2 separate regions of the Mus musculus genome follow, and region 1 is linked to region 2. Evidence: chromatin contacts called from public Hi-C data. All regions are on one chromosome and are shown on one strand. Each heading gives the region's core, a stretch centred on a gene start, on an enhancer-like site or on the middle of the called end of the contact. The rest is flanking DNA. Distances are from core to core; before and after follow the strand shown. Region 1 holds the start of Tpmt (thiopurine methyltransferase). Region 2 holds the start of Tbc1d7 (TBC1 domain family, member 7).

What was found. A called contact is a pair of places that touch in the nucleus more often than the background predicts.
Region 1: a Hi-C map of CD8 T cells shows a contact between it and region 2, with 5 times the contacts expected there. The contact joins the promoter of Tpmt here to the promoter of Tbc1d7 in region 2. A contact is called at or near these places in 3 of 484 Hi-C or Micro-C datasets (B cells, CD4 T cells and CD8 T cells).

What each region holds. Positions count from the first base shown.
Region 1 is chr13:47,040,746-47,045,548 of GRCm38.p6, forward strand. Tpmt (thiopurine methyltransferase) reads right to left here and starts at 2,472. Exons shown (of 9, transcript NM_016785.2): 1 at 2,359-2,472; 2 at 654-834. The coding sequence starts at 778. Kdm1b (lysine (K)-specific demethylase 1B) reads left to right here and starts at 2,754. Exons shown (of 21, transcript NM_172262.3): 1 at 2,754-2,925.
Region 2 is chr13:43,169,792-43,174,177 of GRCm38.p6, forward strand. It overlaps Tbc1d7 (TBC1 domain family, member 7), which reads right to left and starts at 1,710. Exons shown (of 8, transcript NM_001252639.1): 1 at 1,518-1,710; 2 at 11-156. The coding sequence starts at 122. It overlaps Gm40929 (a long non-coding RNA gene), which reads left to right and starts at 2,031. Exons shown (of 4, transcript XR_873309.3): 1 at 2,031-2,051; 2 at 3,793-3,900.

The sequences.
Region 1 (4,803 bases), core at 1,222-3,721, 3.9 Mb after region 2:
GTCAGTTCTCACTTTCCTTCATGTGGTGTTTAGGGACAGAACCCAGGCTGTAGGGGTATGTGGCAAGTGCCTATATCTGCTGAGGCAGCCTGTGGGAGCTCACCCTTGCTTGCCCTTGCTTTAGAACATAAGGAGACAGAAAGTTAGATGTTGTTTCAGTATCTGCTGCATGTATAAGCACCTGTGACCAACGTGAACAAAGTGAGGGTGAGCTTTAAGAAGAAGATATATTTCATATATCTGTAAATCAGATTATTGCACACTGAGAGAAATCAAAGTATGATGTGCTATGGGTGCTTTGTGATTCCCTAACGATATGAGATGACAGTGTGTCTGAAAAGAAATGCAATAATGTATTTGTGTGTTACTTTTATTTCAAAGTCAGTTTCTTTTTTCTTCTTTCCTCTCTCTCTCCCTGGAGCTTAGCACTGGCCTCAAACTCACTTATGCAGCTTCAATTTCTAATGCTTTTGTTTCCATCTCTCAAACGCTGATATTACATGCATATGCCACTGCGCCCAGTTTTGTTCAGTGTTGCAGAACAAACCAAGACCTTCCTTCATGCTAAGGTCTCTCTACCCACCAAGGTACACACCCGCTAGAGTCAGTTTCTGATTAAAGCATTTCTCTGCCAGAGACCAAACATGTCTTACTGATGCCCTTGCTCCTGATGGAATGAGATGTGACGGGTCACCCACTTCTCTTTCCAGTCTTCCAGGGTTAGTACTTGGTTCTTTTGTACCTCAGCATCAGGGTGCTCTTTCATATCAAGGGACATGGTACCATCCACGGGTTGTAGACAATTTTTGTCTCTGAGGTTGGTGTCTCCAGTGCCTAAGTGGAAAGACATCTACAATGATGTCATTCAGGAACATTGTGATTCTATTAATGAACGCTACAAAACCCTCTACCTAGGGCAATAGCTTTAAAAACACATATCAGCATTAAAGACAGGAGAGTCGTCACATGCCCCCAGTACTTGGGAGATAGAGGCAAGAGGGTTATTGCAAATTCCAGGCCGACATGATCTATATAGTAGATTCCAGGCCATCCAGGGCTACGTAGCAGGACTCTCTCAAAAACAAATAAGATATGAATGGCAGCATGCCTTCAATCCCAGCAGTAGTTAAGAGTACTTGTTGTTCTTGAAAAGAACCCAGTGCAATTCCCAGAAACCACAAGGTGTCTCGTGGCTGTCTGTAACCCCGTTGCAGTGGATCCAATACAGGCAAGACATTCGTTCATATAAGGAAAAAAAAAAAAAAACTAAAAAAAAATTCCACAGTTCCAACCTGCCCTTTAAATCATTGGTGATCATATGTCTTGAATCTGTGAACCAGCAAACATGTCACAAAGGCAGTAATGTAAGGAAATGTCCTGTTGTTGCATGATTTAGCTTCTGTGCTTAGGATTAAAGAAGGACCATCCCCATCAACTCTGGGAACGGAAATGCACTTCACAGCCAAGTATTTGCTAACAAAAGGCTTTTCCCTGATGCTCATGTCAGGGGGCAGAGTCCAGCATTCTGAGAGGTCGGAGGGAAGTATGGGATTATTGTGGATACAGAAAAGCAAGAGAATCGCTCTCCTCCCATCTCCACTCTCTATCAGAAGCTGTGATGCCCAAAGGTGCCCTACAGAAACAAGGGCTCTCCTGAACACAGAAGAAAGATCTTTAGCCCACCCAGCTCTACCTCACCGAAGCTGGGGCTGTTAAACACAACCACTTAGCTGTTGTAACAGCGCCTCAGAGTGGTGCTCACTGATCATTTTTTGAGAAAAAAAAAAATTCTAAAAACAATAAAGGTGCAAAGTACAAGGTTGAGAAAAGACAGATCCGCAATAACTCCCACTAACAAACGTTTACGTCCAATATGCCTACCTAAAAAACATCTTTTTCTGCCTAGGATTTTTTTTTTTCATTTTTAACAGAGGGTCTATCTAGAACTCACTATATAGTACAGGCTGACCTCTAGCTCGCCCTGATCCTCCTGCCTCAGCTTCCTCGTACACAACAATGCTTGGGTTCTGCTTTAGTTTTATTTTTGAATTTCATTAAACTGAAAAGCTAACTTCACTGAAGTCCACAAATCTCCAGGATGGCTCAGTATTTTACACGTGGACATTGTTATCTGAAACACACCACTAAGCAAGGGGCTACTTAATACATCGGACTCAAAGCATTTCTAGTCTGATCATTTATTCCCAGTTTTTGCTGCGGTTATCGGAACCCCTTTTCGGGACTCAAGTAGCTGGGTCATCCATGCTTTTCGGGAGCCCCATTCTGAAAAAACGCTGTAACAGGCTCACACAGTCTTAGCAGATGACCGCCTTTACTACCGGTTGAGAACTTACTTACCTTGGCTGCAGCTAGCTGCTTACCTCTCAGACACTAGCCCGCCTTTGTAAGCCGGGAGCTGTGCAAGGACTCACAGGCCCCGCCCCAGGGGCGAAGGCCCCGCCCAATGTGGTCTGATCCCACCCCGGAAAAGATTATCCAGGCTCCGGTCCTATAGGCCCTGCCCGGGGCGTGAGAACTCTGCCCAGGACACGCAGGCTCCGCCCAGCGTGCAGACCACGCCCAGGGCGCGCAGGCCCCTCCCAGGACCCTGTGACCCCACCCAGGCCGCCCAGGCCCCACCTTCAAACCTAAGCCCCGCCCCGAAGCAAGGTCTCCGCCCAGAACGCGTAGGGCCCCGCCCTTAGCAGCTGCCGAGATTGCGCAGTGGCGGAAATCATCGGGGCGGGGCGAGCGCCGGGACCCTCCTGCTCCCTGGGCCTGTGCGCTCCTCCCACTCCGGGTCACGGCGTGATAGGGGCGGAAGCGGCGGCGGCCGAGCTGCTGCAGCTGGCAGTGCGGATCAGGCCGTCCGGTGCAGCCCGGTGCAGCCCAGGGCAGCATTCGCCCCCTGGCCAGCGCTCTGAGGTAGGGACTCGAGCCTCACGCGGGCGCGCTTGGGGGTGGCGGCGGGCTTCGGGTGACAGCTCCGCACAAAGCGGCCGGCTGTGTGTTGAGCCTGGTCTGGAGGCGCGCGCGTTCCCCGGGGCTCCCCGGCGTCCCGCGTTTGGAAGGGGTGGCGTGGGGGACCCTGTGCAAGCCGGGGCTTCCCGCGCTGGGCTGCGGGGTTGCGGCGCCGCGGGCTTTCCCACTCGTCGCTCTCTTGGAACCCTGCAGGGAGCTGCTTGCGCCTCGGCCGGGCGGAGGTGAGTTGGGCGGCGGCTGCACCTGGCACTCTGGCGCCGGCACCAGCTGCGGACCGGGTGGACAGGACCCCAGTCTGGATTTCCACTCTGGGCTATGGGAACCCCGCAGCCTGGAGGAGGGGTCTTACTCTGGGATTCCACCCAGCGCTGTAGGGAACCCATCTACATGGAGGCAGGACCCCTTTCTCTGCTCCCACCCGGAGCTGTAGGAGCCCCTTAACGTAGAGGAGTTACCCCACTGTAGGAATCTCTTAGCCCAAAGGAGGGAACCCCACTCTGGGCTCCCACTCGGGGCCGTGGAAACCACCCCCCGCCAGTCGCGAAGAGAGACCCTAGGCTGCGGTCCCACTTGCGGACCAGGGAACCCCGTAGCCAAAAGGAGGGACCCTATACTGTGCTCCCACCAGGGACGTGGAAACCCCGCAGCCAGGAGGGGGGACACCAGACTGCCTTCCCCACTCAGGGTGGTCGGGAATCCCCAAAGCTTGGTAGGAGGGGCCCAGGCTTCCCTTCCCGCTCTGTGGTGGTGAGGAGAAACCCCACGCTGGGCTCCTGTGTGGGGCAGTGGGAGCACCGCGGCCAGGAGGAGGGATCCCAGGTTGCGATCCCCACCTTGGGCAGCGAGGCGCCGTCAGGTTCGCTGGTGTAGCGGATACCTTGGGCATCTGCCGCGAGGGCCGCTGATGAGGGCTCAAGCAAGCCTTCCTTGGGATTGCACACCACCAGGTCCCGGTCCATATGGCTGATAGTCGGCGCAGCTGGCCTGTAAGAGAAGCAGGCCCAGCTGCAGAAAGTTGGGGTTGAGTGATCTGGAACCCAGCCACCGAGGCCCAAGTTCTCGAGCAAGCAGCAGACCACGCCAGGTGTGGGGAATCCCTTTCTTAACCCAGGCACAGCTCAAAAAGCGTTGGTTAGTCTTCAGCCTCCCAACTCAAAGCAATCCTTCTGCCCCAGCCTTTCTGCAGCAAATACAAAGCCACCAACCACATCTGCTTTGAATGCTTACACAATATATTGTGGAATCCTTTCGGAGGTTTTCTTCAGAGGGTATGTGAGAAAATTCTCTCGTCAATAATTGTCTTCCACACGGGGAACAGTTGAGAAAAGACGCAGGGCAATAGGGAATTAAGAATTGAATTATTGGGTTGGGTGTTGAATATTAAATTATAGCACTGGGTCTGTATTTCCGTAACTCAGTTTATCTTGGGAATATGACGCACTCAGCTTGCCTATTTTAAATGACCCATGGAGATTTCAGTTTCTTTCATTAACAGAGAAGTTTCTAGTAGTTTGTCCTGTTCTTACAAGTAATGCTGCCTCCACCGTAAATTTTTACTCTTATTTTCGATTCTTTTGAACTCCAGTTTTTATGAATTTTATGTGTTGGTGTTTAAACTCTTCAATAAACTACGTTCAGAACACCTGGGAGTTATTTAAACATAATTCTAAATACTGACATATTTGCATGTATATTCACTTTTAACACTTTTTTTTAACCAAAAGAAAACTAAAACTCTTCATTTAAAATTAGGAAGAAATAGACTTATAAAACTTGGACCACGAAACTCTAGTCAGTTAGGTGTCTTCACTGAAGAACCAG
Region 2 (4,386 bases), core at 460-2,959:
TGAGACTCACCCAAACGGTCATCTTTCAGGAGGATTTCCAGTGATTTCTTTTCTTCGACACCACGAAACCCGACTTTCTCATAGTAGACTGATCGAAAGTTCCTCTGAGAGTCGTCAGTCATGTTTCATCCTTGGAGGGATTTTTTTTAGGTGAGCCTAAAACCAAAGAAAGAAGAATTGGGAAGGACATTAGGTGATTTTTCTCGGCCTTTTCAATAAGTCAAATATGATAAATTGCCTGGCCCTAAGCAAGGAGCATTAAATCTTTGGATCCACACAACCCTATCCCACCTTCCTAATGCAACTTGGCCAAAGATATAGATATGAAGATATAGGTCAGCTGCCCTCCAAGCTACTAAAATAGGTAGCACAGAGGGGGCCTCTAGGGTTCCTTCTTATAAGAACCCCTGGCACAATGAAATACCTTGTTCTCATGAATGAACAAAATACAAATGAACAAATAAGATGAATTAGAAAAGCTGGCAGGATATGTTATATAAATGGGGCTAACCAGTGGTGTGTACTAATTCTGCTTCCAGTTTTACAACTAAGGTCTCACTAAGTAGCCCAGGCTGGCCTCAAACTCTCTGCCTCCTAGGTGCGGGGGGTAAAAGGTGTGGACCACGGCTTCTGGTCCAAGATAGGTATGTTTTAAAATAAGAGGAGACATCCAAAATATTAACAAGTTATTCAGTTAGTAAAATTCTAGGTGACCTTAATTTCCTTTTTTGTTTGTTTGTTTGTTTTGGTTTGGTTTTTGTTTTGTTTTGCTTAGCTGTCCTCTCGAAAATAGGCATTTGGAGAAATTAGAAGGGGGTGGAGGGAAGCCCTAAGTCCTGCCCTTATTTTTCTTCCTATAAACACAATTCTACCAAGTTTTGTATTATCAAAATACAAAACTCCAACAGAGAAAAAGCATTAAAGTATAACCAGAAGACGGCTAAAAATCTGGCAAGAGCACTCAAATCATCTCAGAGAATACATAATTCTTTCAGAACAGTCTTTGTGATATTAATGGTAAACCAAAAGAAAAGATCAAACTAGGTTTAGTGACTAGGCACTAAAGATGCAAACATTCTTCCAAAGAATAAAGTCCTCAGCTACTAAAAGCCCCCGAGACGTCCCCAGATAACCAGGGGAGTTTGGACTTCTTGTTGGGAGTTAGATATCTGAACAGCTTCTGTTATGGGGAAGATTGCAATTCATTTTTGAAAAAAGCTATTTAGAATTTAGAATTGCCTTTAAAGAGTTCCACGGCCTCTTCATAGCTGTTAAAAAAAAAAAACCCAAAGATTAAAATGCAATCTGTAGTTTGAGGGCTCTTTTGGTTTTTGTATTTTTAAGCATTCGCTGCCCCTGTCGTCTATCGACAGCATTCCTGGGACTGCACTGTGATGGCACAGGAGTCGCCCTGAAAGATGCGCTGTCAAATCTTGCCCAGGTGACTCCACCTGCGGGAAAGGTGCCCACAACCCAGTGAAGCCCCAGGCCCCGCTCTCCCGGTATGCACGCTTCACCTCGAGTAGAGCAAACACACCCGGCTCAGACTCAGAGATCCGGGAGGCGGCGGAGAACCGGCCCGGCAACGCTGTGCTACCGGCAGGCAGACGGAACCATAAGCGTCAGGGCCGAGCGAGCGAGGGGAGCGATGCCATGAGACACCCGGCCCGGCCCTCTCCGCCTCTAACTCCCGCCGCCGGACGTGACGTCGCCCCGGATGCGCGTGCGCAGAGGACATCTGCTGGGAGTCCCACCCACACGTGGATGTTAACCGGGTGAAGCTGAAGCCCTGAGAGGTGGTAGCGGCCGAGTCTGTGCGCCCTTGAGTATCCACGTCTGTCCCTCTCACCTCGATCCCGAAACCCTGGTGATCGTCTCCCCTTCGTTCAGAGTGCTTGCTTAGGGCACTCTTCTGCCCCGTGGAAACCGGGATCCCTCAGGCGGTGTTTCTTCCACCTCGCCCGGTGGAAAATCGGAAACGAGCCTTTGCTAATCGATTGGGCTGCACTTCTTCTTCCAAACGTTCCAAGTGACCATGAGAAAGCAAATCAGTTAAGTCCTCAGCTATTAAAAACTGAGTGATGGGCAGGAGAGATAGCTCGACAATTAAGAGCACTTACGGCTTTTGTACAGAACCCGGGTTCAAATCCCAGCACTCACGTGGTGATTCACAACCATCAATAACTCCAGTTGCAGGAATTCCAAACTACCCCTTCTGATTTCTGCCAGTACGGGGCACGCGCATGGTGCTCATGCACGCAGACAAAACCTTTATACACAAATATTTAAAACTTAAAAACAAAAACTTATTGGTCCCCCAATGATCAAGGAGGGATAAGCAAAACCATTTGTTCATCGTTTACTGTGCAAAGGGGCAGTTGCTGCCATTTGCCTTTTGGCAGCTACTCAGACCTAGAATGCCAAGCGCGCAGTCAGTTAAGGCTGCTTGCTTGGGGAAGCTGCGAGCCGCTGGACAGAACTGGGGCATCCTGTGTGATTTGTCACGGAGAGCATGTTCTTTGTCCATCCCCAGGTGGCACTGAGTTGGAAGCAAGGACTGAATTAGGGAACTATTAGGAAGATATAGCTGTCTGGGACGGACTACTGATTCGTTTTTTGGATTGTTAGTGCCAATCTGGCTCACTCACATTGTAAGCCCTTCCTCCCGAGGTCTCTTCAAGTATTTTTATCACAGTAACAAGCCAAGGAGGTAACACGGCCGCAGTGAGGCGCTGTCCCCATGAGTGTTGGGAAATTACTGCAGAGAAAGCAGTACCTGGGCCGGAGAGTTAGGGATTTTTAAGGCTGTGAGTGAGTGCAGCTAGTGGTGAAGTCACATGCTGAGCTGGCTAATCTTACCTCAACCTGACACAAGCTAGAGTGACTGAAAGGAGGAAGCCTCAAATGAGAAGACACCTCCATGAGACCCAGCTTTTTCTTAATTAGTGATTGATGGAGGGTCCAGCCTATTGTGGTGGCCCCGGGTTCTGTAAGAAAGCAGGCTGAGCAAGTCATGGGGAGCAAGGCAGTAAGCAGCATCCCTCCATGGCCTCCGCACCAGCTCCTACCTCTGGGTTCCTACCCTATTTGAGTTCCTGTCCTGACTTCCTCCAGTGATGAACAGGTCTGTTGAAGTGTAAGCCTCATAAACCCTTTCCTCCCCAACTTGCTTTTTGGTCAGGCTGTTTCATCACCGCAATAGAAACCCTCAGATAGCATACAAAAGGGCCTGGGTCCACGCCAATTGCCACTTTTTAAAGTACTCACTAAATCATAATGGCAGGAAATGACAACCTGGACATGTGTGTATGAAATGGAAGTCATAGCATATTTGAGACTCCACTCCAGTCTGGGCATGTCATGGGGCACAAACAAAAGGAGAAAGTAAAACGGTTTGAGAATTGACTGTTAACATTCAGTTGTGGGAAGGCTGGGCTCTATGTGGTTGCATTTGCAAGCAGCACCCAGAAGCTGCTGCGGGTTGTATGTCCATGTCAAAGTGAAGGGCGGAGGTGTGAAGGTGCCTCGAAAATGAATTCTAGGATGCTTAATCAAATCTTAAGCAGAATGCACGTCAGGGATCCCCACCACAAACGTGGCATTTTACCAGCCCGGCAGCCCCAGGAACCCAGTACCCTGTAATTCTCAATAGAAACAGCAGAGGGCAGCAACAGCAGTGAGTTCAGATAGGCGGCACATTGTCCTGTAAAGGGGAAAACCAAACTGCCAAGGCAGGCTGGGGATTTTGTCTCCACCAACCCAGTAGGCCACAGGTCCGTCCTCACCTTGCAGGTAGAAGTTCCTGAACAAAGCATAAAAGGACCTCTGTTCACCAAGCAGAAAGGACACAGAATGTCCCCGAGAGGCTCATGTGTGTGGATGTTTACCCCACAGTTGGAGGTATGGTCTAGGGGAGGTTTCAGACCTGGAAAGGTGGAGCCTTTTGTGCAGAGGGGATTTTTGAGATTGGAGGTAGGGTAGAGATGGGTGTTTGATCTTCAACTGGAAACTGTAAGATACGGTTCGTGTTGATTAGCTGAAATACATTCTGAGGAATGATGCCTCAATAGACATTTTGAAGTTGGGAAAATATAGAGCATACTAAACAAAATAAGATAATTAAGATGTAACTGGGCCACATAATCTGTTTTTCTAAGCACCTTAACTCTGTAGACCAGGCTGGCCTCAAACTTGTGGTCTTTCTATCTCAGCCTTCCTCCAAGTGCCAGGATTATGAGCATGCGCCACCACACATATAATCTTACGGAACCATTGTCCTGTGTGCTCTCCTCGTGGACCTAGCAGGTAGTGCAAGGCTGTACTTACTGCTGATGACCCAGTTCAGTGGTATTTAAAGAATGGGCCGTGAACCAGTCTGTGGGGCAA